Linked DNA regions of Mus musculus: region 1 is linked to region 2. Evidence: chromatin contacts called from public Hi-C data. All regions are on one chromosome and are shown on one strand. The core of a region is the stretch at or near the end of the contact, and the rest is flanking DNA. Distances in the headings are between cores, read along the strand shown.

Evidence for each region. Hi-C and Micro-C count contacts between places; a contact is called where the count stands out from the background.
Region 1: a contact with region 2 is called in a Hi-C map of cortical neurons, with 2.3 times the contacts expected there. The contact joins two enhancer-like sites. A contact is called at or near these places in 1 of 484 Hi-C or Micro-C datasets (cortical neurons) and 1 of 115 datasets of contacts at active chromatin or transcription factors (embryonic basal ganglia).

Annotation. Positions count from the first base shown.
Region 1 is chr14:99,745,442-99,752,673 of GRCm38.p6, reverse strand. No RefSeq gene overlaps it. Among named protein-coding and RNA genes, the nearest start is that of Gm22970, 25 kb to the left of the region's middle. Within about 2 kb of position 4,318, at least 48 of the 459 cell types and tissues checked have an H3K27ac peak or open chromatin away from gene starts, as enhancers often do. A contact at or near this core is called in cortical neurons, where this site is marked.
Region 2 is chr14:99,216,233-99,223,561 of GRCm38.p6, reverse strand. It overlaps Pibf1 (progesterone immunomodulatory binding factor 1), which reads right to left. Exons shown (of 18, transcript NM_029320.3): 16 at 1,919-2,003. Among named protein-coding and RNA genes, the nearest start is that of Klf5, 79 kb to the left of the region's middle. Within about 2 kb of position 3,726, at least 28 of the 459 cell types and tissues checked have an H3K27ac peak or open chromatin away from gene starts, as enhancers often do. A contact at or near this core is called in cortical neurons, where this site is marked.

The DNA of each region.
Region 1 (7,232 bases), core at 3,069-5,568, 530 kb before region 2:
GGAAGAACCCAGATGTCCCTCAACAGAGGAATGGATACAGAAAATGTGGTACATTTACACAATGGAGTACTACTCATTAAAAACAATGCATTTGTGAAATTCTTAGACAAATGGATGAAACTAGAAAGTATTATCCTGAATGAGGTAACCCAATCACAAAAGAACACTCATGATATGCACTTACTGATTAGTGGATATTAGCCCAGAAGCTCGGAATACCCAAGATACAATTCACAGACCATACGAATCTCAAGAGGAAAGCATACCAAAGTGTCGATACTTCAGTCCTTCTTAGAAGGGGGGAAAATACCCATGGGAGGAGATACAGAAACAAAGTGTGGAGTAGGGACTGAAGGAAAGACCTTCCAGAGACTGCCCCATCTGGGGATCCATCCCATATACAGTCACCAAACACAGACACTATTATGTATTCCAACAAGCTCTGCCAGTGCCTGACAAATACAGAAGTGGATGCTCACAGCCATCCATTGGAATGAGCACAGGGTCCCTAGTAGAGGAGCTAGAGAAAGTACCCAAGGAGCTAAAGGGGTTTGCAGCCCCATAAGAGGAACAACAATATGAACCAACCAGTAACCCCAGAGCTCCCTGGGACTAAACCGCCAACTAAAGAGTACACATGGATGGACCCATGGCTCTAGTTGCATATGTAGCAGAGGATGGCCTAGTTGGTCATCAGTGGGAGGAGTGGCCCTTGTTCCTGTGAAGGTTTGATGCCTCAGTGTAGGGGAATGGCAGGGCCAGGAAGCGTGTGTGGGTAGGTTGGTGAGCAGGGGGAGGGAAGAGAAGATAGGGGGTTTTTGGAGGGGAAACCAGGAAACAGGATAACGTTTGAAATGTAAATGAAAAATATCTAATTTTAAAAAAAGAAAGAAAAGAAAGAAAGAAAAGTGGTTCCAGGAAGGACCCAGTGCATCAGTGTATTCAGTGAAGCAGAGTCACTCATGGTCCTCACTGTCATGTGACAGGGTTGGCTAGTGAACTCTGTGATTCTCACACTACAACAGAACTGTTTGACAATATAATAGTCCTGATAACATTTCATGGAAATTATAATCCTAATAAAGTTTAAGGAAGCTAGGCTTTTTATTTGCTTAGGAATCATTCCTACACAAAAGTCTGGTTTCTGACCAGAAGAAAAACACAGTGGTTTTACTAAACCAAGGCTGTGCTAACAAATAGACATGTGGGTACATGACAGACCTTATGACGCCACATTTAAGCTACATCATAAGTCCCTGCGTGCATCTTTACATACCTGAGAAGCTTAAAGTGCTTTTAAAGTAGTTTATTTTGACATAATTAAGAATATGTATATTTCCTTTTTCATCATGGTATTAAAATTTGGAGCAATAAATTACCAAATAGCAGGTCTGTTTTGTTTAGTTAATCCGTTTAGTTAAGATTACATACTGGCACTCACACTCTCCTTAATGACGTTTAAAACAGTTTAGAGGGTGGGTGGGGGTGGTGTTGGCTGGCATACCTGTAACTCCCGAGCTTGTGAAGCTGTAGCAGAAGTACTAGGAGTTTAGGGCTAGCTTAAGCTATCGAGTGAATTTCAAGTCAGGATAGACGATACAAGACCCTATCTCAAACAACAACAAAGTTTAGAATACTTAACATCTTTACAGTCAGGGAAAAAAAAGATACACTTACATTTCAGAAAGTGTGAGAAGAGGAAGAAAAGATAGCTTGCTTTTCAGGTTATTTATTTTTAATCCACAATAATATACTACTTTTCAGTGAAATTGTATGGCTAATACAATTAATCCAGAGTGAAATGTTTCACTCATTATTCATATTTATAAATATGAAATAAGAGTGAAATAGGTCTCCTCACTACTCTCCAGTTTTGTGATGCCTTCGAAAAAAACGCTATTGTCCCTTTAGAGAACTGGGTCCTTCCGCCATTGCCTGTTGAGAACATCCTTCAGTAAGCAGGCCTGGGTTCCTTCGCTCACTGCCGTTCCTTAACTCAGCTCTAGCCCATTTTCGTATTACTCTGACAGCTCTCATCATGAAATGGAGCACCAAGTCTTGGACTTCTTTGTATAACTCTGAGTACCTTACACTGCAACAGAGGGTGCTCAGTAAAGGACACTTGATTGGCTCAGAAGGAATAGGTCAGCTTGGGAGGTGGGAAAAGAAAAGGAGATAGAAAAGACCCCCCCCCCCCCGTCTCTACGCAGAACGCAAATTAACACCAAAGCACTGTCTTTTTCTCTTCTCTTCCAGGCTGTTCTAAAAGGCAGGACCTATTCACAAAAGTTAAGTCCATTTTGCAGGATATGGTTTTAAGTGAAAATCCCAGATCACTCTTAAAATGTGTCTTTTAGGCTAGCTTCAAGCACCACGTCTCTCTCTCTTGTCTCTTCAACACCTCAGGGATGGGCCCAGAGGAGGGAAGGAACAGTCAAACTTCCTCAAAGATGAATTGGGTTAAGAGGTCTTGCTGATGTCGCTGTGGGCTTCTGGCTTCACTGATTCTAAGGCTTCAAAGTGTCCGGAATGAAGAGGGGGAGGGGCCTTAGGCAAAGCACAAAGTTACAGGCATATGTACATATAAGCCTATGAGCCACTAACGTCATCAGATAATGTGTAATGCATTTCTCTAAGATGAGCTTTCTAGTATTCTCCGGTATTAGAAAATACATCACCTTAGAAGATGCTATGGAAAAAAAAATTGTCACAACTGGGATGCAAGCCCACTTCTAAAATTATCACCATGTGTCTATTTCGATTTCCTACCACATTCCCTGGACTCCGAAGAGGTGAAGCTTAAAATCTCTTTCAGCCATTCGGCTCATACAGCACTTCTTTCAATAAGATCATGTTTGTGTTTCCAATGTAAATGACTCCAACCAGAAAAGAGCTTTCTTCCAGACGATTTCCATATAGTGTTGGTAGTTTGCTCCTGCTTCATGTTTTAAGCATGAGGCTGCTGCATAAGAGATTTTCTGTCAACTGAACAAGTTCAATAGAAAATTAAAGACTTATTTTCTTTAGAGGGGGGAAAAGAGAAGTGTGACAGTTGTTATAAATAAATATGCAAATGTGTTTCCCATTGCCAAGATTTTCTCAGAGAAAGAAAGCTTCAGTATGCTCAGACAATAGGGTTCCTCTAAGATCTTCCAGATAGAGGAACCTGTGGCCTTTCATAAATATTAGCAGGACAGACCTATTTGAAGAGGCTGTACAACCGACCGTGCAGTCTCAAATAATGCACTCTCATCACTTCTGGGAAAGACCAGCCTGGCTCTTTTTTAGAGGTTGGACATAGTAAAGATGGTTAGAGGTTTCTCTTGCCTTTCCCTTCTGCTCAGAACATGTTTAATAACACGCACAGTAGGAAGACTTGGTAGGAGTGAGATTAGAAGATAGGGAATTTAAAATATTATTCCTATGCATTCTTAATAGAAATAGACAATTATTATCGTGATCATTGATTTCATTTCTGTCTCCATTAATGCCTCCCTCCCAAGGCTAATTTTATAAAATGACTTGGTCATGGAGCTATCAGTCAGGGCTAATTATATAATTTCTTCCCTTCTTACTGAAAGCCATACCTCATCCCTTGCTGTGTGAGCAAATATTGCTACATTTTAACATTTCTTATTTATTTATGTGTTGGGGGGGCTGCCTCAATGTATACTATAACATATCATCAAAAAGGGTAGAATATCGTGCCAAAACTCCTTCTAAAGACAAATATTGCAGATTTGATTAATGCCTTTTCATGATACACTTAGAAACACAGCTCGTTTCAGAGCATCTGAAACAGACACAGGGGAAAGAAAGGCCTTAGGAGATGCACGCCTCTCCATGCCTTCCCACACGCATCTCAGGAGTCTGCACCGTCCATTATTCTTCTCAGTTATATGTGTTATGACTCCTCCACATTTAACCTTTAGAGGTGTTCTTTCACATTTGTAAAATGGGGGTGCTGCCTAGGAATGCCTCTTTTGAAAATAAGTAAATCCCAGTGCTTATGTGACCAGCTGGCTCTCACAGTCAGCCTAAGGTAGATTGAAGCTTCCAAGGGCATTCCGGGCCTGTCCAACGTTCGAGAGAACCATAGCATCTTGACCCGCTTATGGTTTTCTCTTGAGTACCTCCAAACAAAAACAAGTCTCTGTCTTCCAGACAGTCGGGATGAAAACAGCGTCGAGGACGAGTGATTCAGGTCCGTGAGGTAATTGAGGAAATGTCATGGCAACCGAAATGAACATGAGCAAGCTTCCCATTTGCCTGCGCCAGCAACTTGGCGGGTGGGGGTGGGAGGATGTTTCTGGTTGCATTTTGCTGCGATTAGACTGGATAATGGGGCTGCAAATTGTATCCAACCGAAAGGACTGACTCACCCACAGCAGCAGGGAATGCTTCAGCAGACAGCCCCTGGGAGGACGGAAGAGCCACCGCGAACCAAGCAGAACCTGTGCGTGCATGCAAACCTGTAAACATTAACGTCCTTTCCCGTCTCTGGCTGGATAATGCTTGGGACTCATTTTAAAACGTTTAGAAGAAAAAGTTCCTCATAACTTCCCATTACTCTAAGCCACTTCATGATTTATTTATATATATTAGGGTGCAAAGTGATTTGGAAAACTTTGGCATCTTATCCTTATGACTCACGTTACCCGGGACAGTAATGTGATTAGAGGGTACTTTCCAACTGTTTGAGGGCTTCAGAGAAGTAAAGGGTGTGTGGGTGCATAATGCCATGGTAGTCCCTCTCTTATGTCACACACCCCGAGCCTCTTGTGCTGAGTTTTCTGTAAGGTGCCTGGTAGATTTGGTGTCTACTGAATTGTGGTGGATTGGACACTTGTCCAATAACCTAGGAAGTGTGCCCCATCCTCTGGAAGATGTGAGTATAGTGGCTTTCAAGGTTAATGGCAGAGACATATGTTAATACGGTCCTTGTTTTTTCCTCTCAGTGGTTGGCACATCACATGGCTCTTCGTCAGAGTACAAATGAAGTCACCCCACATTTGACATAGTTTGCCCCCTGTCTGGCGATAGACTGGCACACTCCACAAAACCCCACAAAAGCACAACAGTGTTCACTGGTGCAAAGGTGTCCCAAAGGCTCCTCATTTGGCTCAATGCACTTACGGTGCATTCTAGACTATAAAAGCATGAAAAATTAAACACTCCAATGACAGATAATTTCACAATACATAAATTTACACAAGATAATTCTCTCAAGCCATAAATGGCAAGAAGAAATCTCTTGAAAAATCTTAGGAAAAAAAATTATCCTTAAGATCCTTTATCTTGTTATGTTACTATAGTAATAGAATCCCAACCTGCTCAGGCGACTTTCAAAACAGGTCGGAGCTTGACACTCTGTTGTAAACCCCTAAATACAAAGAAAAATCGTGTTTCTTTATTGGAGTTCAAACTCTAGAAACCTGACAGCTCTCAGAACTTTAAAGGAGACCGACTGACTTCTGTAAAGGGAAAGAGTCCTGACAATTTTAATTCATGCAGTAGTGCAACTAAGAGCCTCTTTGGTGATTTATGAAGGGCATGTTTGTAGACTGGGTTTTGGAATTTTTTGCATGAAAGGTGAATTTGTGCACAGAGTACTCTGGCATCTTCAAAGACCCGTGAGTCTGGCTGCGGCTGCGGCTGCATTTGGTTTGGAAATGTATGAAAGAAACAGTGCCATGCCTCAAGAACACGTTTGAACTGTCATTTTGTTTTGATGGGTAGATGTGGTGGTAGAAACGACTTTGTGTGTGCTGTTCTGTGTATCTGCATTTGAGGTCTCCATCTCATAGCCTTAGAAGCTTCTGGAGAGCTGCGATCACAGCTAGTGAACATACTACGAAGGCAACCCAGCCTCCAACCTTTTCAAATGCTGCTTTGGTTTATTCAATGACATCACAATTCTGCTTTGTCTCAAATGCATTGTGAAGTGATAAAAAGACCGTGAAGGAGGTCAATTATAGTCTAGACTAAAATGGCTGCCCAATTCCTGTCTGTCTGTGTGTGTGTGTGTGTGTGTGTGTGTGTGTGTCTGAGGGGGGGAGGGTTTCTGAAATCAAAAAGTATAATCTAATTAAAGATTCATCCAGAGCCCAATGACAAGGTGGTCCATGAGCAAGAGTTATGGTGTGGAGTGCTATGTTGTTGCTAAAGATAGATGATCAGATTGCCCCCAGCCCTGGGACAAGCAGTGGCCCCAGATTCCTCCAAGCTCTTCCTTTTGGGAGCCACTTCCTCTGCTAGAACTCTATCTTGTATTGAGCCAATATAAGAAAGATGTCTGGATTTATAATATTCACCTTTGAAACCGAGATGTGCTTCCCCCCCCCCCCCCGCCAATACTTGGCTAAAGTATTAGTTATGACATGGAAAGCTAATACAGAGGGGAAAGATGGGTGTGATGGGTCCAGTAACAGGTTTTTCTTGATGCCTGTCAAGTCATTACATAGTATCTGTTCTTGCTTGAAAATAGCAAGACTTAGGTGATCAGGGAAGAGGATGTGGCCCTGTTCTGAAGCACTGTTTTGGTATAAGAGGCAAAGAATGCTTTGTCTAGTAACAAATGAGTGGCCACCAAAACTGCAATAATTAATGTGAAGAAATCCTATGAATTATTTGGAAAAGGAGAAACATGTGCATAGTATCCATGAAAAGACTACATTTTAAATTTCACAAGATTAGTACCACAGATTTTCTCTTTTGCCTCAAGCTCCACCATGGCTAGTCATAGCAAAGTTAACTTTATTCTGGTGGCATGTTGTGGGGAGACAGTCCGGGGGGGGGGGGGGTAAACCCAGAACCTTGTACGTGCAAGTGTGTCACCACTGAGTCACATCCCCAGCTTCATGGTAGTAACTTTAAAATTTTCATATAGCTCATCACGAATAATTTCATAGAAAGTTTAACTAAAATATATCTCATTAAAGTACTATTTTGTTACTGAGATTTTATTACCCCCCCCCCATAACTTTGCCTGAGAGATAAGTGATTCATGCAGCTGACACTGGGTCCAGTCCTGCTGTGAGATCAGTGATGATAAACAGGAATAGAGGGGAGAAACACTTGTGCGGGGAGGACACGGTGGTGAATATTGCTTCCAATAATGTCGGATCATTAAGACTGAGTTTTCCCAGAATGATAGAGAGATAAGAAGCCAGAAAGGGAGCAGTAGGTCAAAGAATTTTGCTGTACATTTAGAAATCCTCACAGCCACAAGA
Region 2 (7,329 bases), core at 2,477-4,976:
CACTGGAAAAATACTTTAGGCAAAATCATTACATTTAGCAATATGTTGGTAAGGATACAGAGATACTGGAACTCGTATTATTGTGATAGAAAGTGCAAGAGCATACTGACCCTAGAGATGTTTGGCAGTTTCTTACCAACATATGCTCACCCCGAGTTTGTGCTCTAGCATGCATCCAAGGGAAAGAGAGGCCCATGGCTTGCACAAGTACCTGCAAACAACTTTTTAGAGGGGTTTTTATCTGTAGATTTGGTACTGTATTTTAAAATGAAACACATGAATAAATAACATAAATATGCAATCATAATCTAGATATAAAATTATAACTAGTATATTAAATTGTCATATTAATGTAAGAGTAAATTAAACATTTAAATGTACCATAACATGACCCAAGTAGCCAGCCATCAAGCAGTGAATGGACCAGTGCACCGCGCTGCAGCCGGGTAATGTGGCACAGATCTCAGTGAATGAGAACAGCCAGGTGAAAACGCTACGTTGCTAATGACATTCATAAAACTTTCTATAGAAGGTGAAACTGCAGATGAAGAAAGCAGGCTGACATTAAGGCACAGGACAGGGGAAAAGAAAGGAAGTCTCCTCAAAGGGGGCATGAGGGAGTTTTTGGGGTGGTGAGACTATTTTACATATTGACACTGGGAGTAGTTAACAACTACATTTATTTGCCAAAAGAAACAGGGGCATCAACACCCCCAAAGTCACGTCACACTATGGATTTGTGCGTGTGTGGTCTCATGTACCTCAGGCCAACGTCAAACTTCCTATGTGGCTAAGGATGACCCTGAATTTCTGTCCATCTTTCCTCTGTCACCTGAGTGCTGGAATTATAGGTGTCACCATGCTCAGCTTTATCTGCTGCTAGGGATGAAACCTAGGCCCTTGTGCATACCAGACAAGCAGTTTACCAATCGTGCTATATACCTGTCCCGTTTATATTTTCTAATAAATCTCAAGAAAACCACAAAAAATTAGGCCAGTATAAAATGGAGAAATGGACTGAATGGATTTAAAGAGACAGGAAGGCTGGAAGGGAGAGGTAAGCCAGACGGGAGGAAAGGAGTCCAAGGCTAAGTGAGTAGGAAGTAGGTCAGAATCTGAGAGACTGTGTGAGTGTGACCAAAATACACTGCACTTTAATATTCAACAATAACGTTTATAAATTAAAAACATAGTTTCGGGGCTGGAGGGATGGCTCAGTGGTTAAGAGCACTGACTGCTCTTCCAGAGGTCCTGAGTTCAAATGCCAGCAACAACATGGTGGCTCACAACCATCCGTAATGGGATCCCATGCCCTGTTCTGAAGACAGCAACAGTGTACTCACATACATAAAATAAATAAATAAATCTTTAGAAAAAATTCAGTTTCTCAAAGAAGTAAAAACATTTGGTGAGCAACATTTAGGAAGAGGGAGGGTCAGAAGTGCATCATTACAGTTGGCTAGGGAGCTGGAGGCTGGCCTCAGAGTCATCACACCACCCCTCTCAACAACAGCAACAGCAGCAACAACAACGCAAAAAGAAAAAGCCAAAAAAGAAGCCCTTGAACTTTAGTACTGTGTACTACAGCTAGGCAGACTGTGATGTAAGACAGAGAGCAACACTGAGGAAAGTTACGGTAGAAAGAAAGAAAGCAGGTAGTGATTAAATAATGTGCAAATCCGTGACTGAGATAGAACAAATCATACCGGTCAACAAGAAACACCCTCCAGAAGTGAGTTAGCTCTAAAATAAAGTATATCACAAATCAAATGTTATAACAATGGAGCGATCGCAGTGAGCTACAAACAGAAGTCACTGAGACCACTGGACACCAGGATCCCGGTGTTATCTTAACCCAAAGCTGCATTTGAAGGCCAGGCCGAAGCAGACAGACATGGATTGCAGGTGGGACGAGTACCTCGCGGTGACTGAGGAGCTGCTCCAGATCCAGTGCCATCTGGTTCTTCGTCTGCAGCAGGGCTGACTTCTCTTTATTTAAGTTGCTGTTAAAAACCCAAGTTTAAAAAAGTGATCATGTTGTGAGAGTTAAGAGAAAAATAAAAAGAATAAACATGAATCTGATGGCTTGAACTAAAGATAAATCGAGTTTGTAATCAATAAAGACAGCAGAGCAGGCACTGTTATACTTAGTTGATGAGTGGCTTAGCTATTGCTAAGAGGAGTTTGCGCAAGAGGAGTTTTTTTGACAGTTGGACTACTCTGCCTGGTGGGCACATCACCACTCTATTTATTTATTTATTTATTTATTTATTTATTTATTTATTTATTTATTTATTTATTTATTTATTTACACTGTTGCTGTCTTCAGACACCCCAGAAGAGGGAGTCAGATCTCTTTACGGATGGTTGTGAGCCACCACGTGGTTGCTGGGATTTGAACTCCAGACCTTGGGAAGAGCAGTCATTGCTCTTACCCACTGAGCCATCTCTCCAGCCCCATCACCACTCTTTCATTGACTGCTTACTTCTGAAATGCTGAAGTAAAGAGCAAGTACACATGCATAGACAAATATTGAAACAAGATATTAGAAGTTGGCCAGGCGTGGTGGTGCACACCTTTAATCCCAGCACTTGGGAGGCAGAGGCAGGAGGATTTCTGAGTTTGAGGCCAGCCTGGTTTACAGACTGAGTTCCAGGACAGCCAGAGATACAGAGAAACCCTGTCTCGAAAAAACAAAACAAAACAAAAAAAAACCAAAACAACAAAAAATTTAAGATATATTTCAGAAGTAAAACTGAAACATTTATCCCTAGAAATTTTATAATTTGTAACATAGTAAATTGTGAAATATATAATTTAAATAAATCAGTCAACTGTAAACTCTGTGAAAATAATTTGTGTCTCCAAATTCTTAGTTTCCTCTTCAATTTCTGTGTCTTCATTGTGATTTTTCTCTGATAAATCCTAATTTATGGCAGTGCCCATTATAAGGTCATATTAATATTCTAAGAAATGACTGAGCACTGCTTTATACTATCTGTAATTACTGTTTGATGTACAGAAATTAGTGGGAAGAATCAAATGAAAGTCTATATAATAACATTACTAAAAAACAATCTATGTGACCAGTTCTATAAGAATTGAGAAAAGCAATAATTAATCAAAGTAGCACAGTTCCTCAAATGTCGAGACAAAAATCTGCAAGGGTGAAATGAAGCTAACGAGATGCGTTTTGCTGTAAGACATCTCAGGTTATATTTAATTAAAAGTTATCAATTATCAAAATAATAGGAGGGCCTTTCCGAACTTAAAGAAAGATAATGAGCATTGTGGAAAAATTGGTAAATCAAAGGATTTAAAAAACAAAAACAAAAAACCCACTCCCACAAACTCTGGAATAAGTCAACTTCCCGAGGGGACTCAGAGAGGACTCAGTAGCCTCGGGAGCAGAGGCTGGAGGCAGTTCGGACCGGCTTCCTACTGTGCCATTCCCTCAGCGGAGCCATGCAAAGGCAGAGCTCCACAGAAACTCATCTGCACTTCTGTAAGAGTGTAAACTGCTCAGGGCTGTCAAAGGGATATGCGAATTACCTAGTGAATGATTACATAAAGCGCAGAACACATAAAACTCCACATAAATGCTGTACACTATTACTAACTTAGATGAAAAACAGGCATCAGAGGAAAACAGTAATTAAATGCCAATAAAGGCAAGCAGCTCGGCAGAAAAACAAACTGACAAGCAGAGGTAGGCGCCAGGGAGCCTACTGAGCAAAGCACTGAAAAGAATTAAGTGGTGTGCCGCCAGGCTCTAAGGCATGGTAAGCAACTGATATTTCTGAAATGCTCAGATTCGAAGCTATTTATATTTTATCTGAAGATATATACTCCTCAAAACGAATGTAAAATAATTCAGTAAAAAGAACTAGGCTTTTTCAAGGAGTGTTACATTCTTATACATACACACAGTGCTTAAACACTTGCTTATGTGCAGTTTTGTTCTCTCTCTTCCTCTGCTCTCCCCCGCCCCCCGCCCCAAACACTAATAAGCCCATTAAATAAAGTACAGTACGATGGGAATGGGTGTTGAAGTACTTGAAGGATACTAACTTAACTTTTCAAGAATAAAGCAAGTATTCCACAATTAAACAGCAGAACAGCCCCACTGTGGACCCCAAGCTGGGTGGGGTGGGGATAACACACAGTATTTGTGCTGCATCTCAAAGACAGCAGTTTGTTACAAGCAACATGAAGGCTTCAGACCACATTTCTGTGACTGGAAGATCTGGGAATATCCTCGCTATAGCATATTTACCTTTAACATGGGTATTTCTAAAATTCACATGATCCACTGTCCTGACAGCACTGAGCACATAGAATTTTAGTCTTTGGGGCTGGCGAGATGGCTCAGAGGTTAAGAGCACCAACTGCTCTTCGGAAGGTCCTGAGTTCAAATCCCAGCAACCACATGGTGGCTCACAACCATCCGTAATGAGATATGATGCCCTCTTCTGGTGTGTCTGAAGACAGCTACAGTGTACTTACATATAACAATAAATAAATCTTTTATATAAAAAGAAGAATTTTAGTCTTCAAAAGTCATAGTTTCTAACAATGGAAACTTACTTTTAAAAATATAAAGCTTGCATGTGTGACTCATAAAGCTACAAAACAAATCTCCTTACGAGCACATCTATCTGGAACGGTATATTACAGTTGTAATTGTTCATTTCACTGTTAATTATTACTTAGAAATTCATGTTTATGGCTCTGTCTCACCTGCTATATGAAAACATATTTCTGATATATTGTACCTTGACTTCCTGGATCAATATAGTGTGGCTTAGCCTTGTAAGAGAAGTTGACAATGTAGTCTTTCTTCTCTAACTACTTAGTTAAGAATAAACCGAGAGCTGACCGCCAGCAGGGAAAGAAAACCTATGCAAATCATTCTCTGTCCACGGCCCTCTCAGATCCAAAGGCAGATCACACTGTATTCTCCAGACTGACCGTCTCTGGTGCTGTGCTGAAGAGTTGACATGCTACTCTTAGAATACTTACTCCTTTAATGACACGGGAGCTCAAAGGAGGCACTAGCAACATCTTACTGTGAGCTTTCTGACAAGCTTCTGATGGTTTTATTTCAGTACATAGTTACCCTAAACCTTCTGGATACTAAATACACTGTATGTAATAGGTCTGGTGGTATGGCACAGTGGTAGAATGCTTGCGTGAATAAATTGTAAATATTTAAACTTGTAAGGGTTCAGGGTAGTATGGTATTTAATTTTCAAAGAAAATAATGAAGTTACTCAGTTTTTCATTGGTTAAGACAAGGTCTCATGAATCCCAGGTGAGCCTCAAGCTCCTACATAACTGAGGGTAACCGTGAACTTATTAGTGTGTGTGTGTGTGTGTGTGTGTGAGAGAGAGAGAGAGAGAGAGAGAGAGAGAGAGAGAGAGAGAGAGATGGGCCAGCATCCGTGCCTATGTGGAGGAGATAGATAAGGTTTTCTCTCATTCTGCCTTATTCCCTTGGATGGTCTCCTAAGCCCGGAGCTAGAGGCAGCCTGCAAGCCCCAGTGACCCTCCTTACTGCATCCCCACAGCAGTGACTGCAGGCACTGTAGGTTATTTTAGTTGTTAAGATGCTCACTGGGATCTGAACTCAAGTCTCTGTGTTTGCACAGCGAGCATTCTTCCCCCTGAGCCATGTGTCTAGCACTGTGCCTGGCTTCTGACGGTTGAACCACATCTTAGCATTTAGACATGCACAGAGGCAGGCTGTCCAATACCACAATCACACTACTTAGATTTTTCACAATGGAAGGCACGTGCTTCACCTGGGAGCCAGATATCATATCCCATCAAATACTACTTCAGAACCTGTTAACATATATTGTGGATTTATGAAACACTACTTTGGTAATCTGAGCACAGTGGTGTTCTCCTTTAACCCCAACACCAGGAAGCCAAGGCAGGTGGACATGTGAGCCCAAGAACAACCTGGTTTAGGTACCGGGTTCTAGGACAGCCAAGGCTACACAGTGAGACTCTGGAGGCTAATCTCACCATCGACTTAGCTTGATAATTAATGTTGCTATAATTATACATTTTTATCTAAATCCACCATTCTCATTTTTCATTTTTAAGATAATTATCAACACTCTGAGTTGTCAAAAGTTAGATAAATACCAATAATGGCAATCACTTATGATAACTAGATATTATGCTATGTGTATTATAAAAATTATATCTTGGGCTGGAGAGATGGCTCAGAAGTTAAGAGCACTGACTGCTCTTCCAGAGGTCCTGAGTTCAATTCCCAGCAACCACATGGTGGCTTACAACCATCTGTAATGAGCTCTGATGCCCTCTTCTGGTGTATTTGAAGACAGCTACAGTGTATTCATATGAATAAAATAAATAAATCTTTAAAATAAATAAATAAATAAAATATCTTAATCCTCAGAATAACCATATGAATTAGGTATGTTAACACCACTTTCACAGATGAAAAAGCTGGCTGTATAGTTCAATACCATAGCCACTGTGACAATTAAAATAAACATTAATTTACTTTAAATAGAACTAAGAAATTTGTAACATGTGGGAAGTGGCTATCATATTGGATATGGAATGGATATGGAATTTTTTTATTGTTACAGAAAGTTTGTTAAGATAATAAGACAGAAGCTGAGCATGGTGGCACATGCCTTTAATCCCAGCACTCGGGAGGCAGAGGCAGGCAGATTTCTGAGTTCGAGGCCAGCCTGGTCTACAAAGTGAGTTCCAGGACAGCCAGGGCTACACGGAAAAACCCTGTCTCGAAAAACCAACAAAACAAAACAAAACAAACAAACAAAACCAACCCAAAAAAAGGATAATAAGACAGAGAGCTTTACTAACTTTGCCCAACTCAAAGAGAAGCCCTGGGCTACATTGTACCTCATGTAACCCATGTAAAGAGTCAGCATGATGTATCCCCCAACCTTATAAAGAGATCTTACTCATCTTATTTTTTTTAATTATTTATTTAATGCATGTATCTGAGTACATTGTAGCTGTCTTCAGACACATCAGCAAAGGGCATAAGATCCCATTACAGATGGTTGTGAGCCACCATGTGGTTGCTGGGAATTGAACTCAGGACCTCTGGAACGGCAGTCAGTGCTCTTAACCACTGAGCCATCTCTCCAGCCCCTCATCTTATTTTTTAATTATGCATGCATGCATGAGTCTGCGTGTGCGTCTGTGTGCATGTGAGTGCAGGCACTGTAGAGACTAGAAGAGAGTGTAGGATCCCCCTAGGGCTGGGGCACCTGGGAGTGAACCCTTGTGGGTCCCGTGCTCTCTGCAAGAGCAGC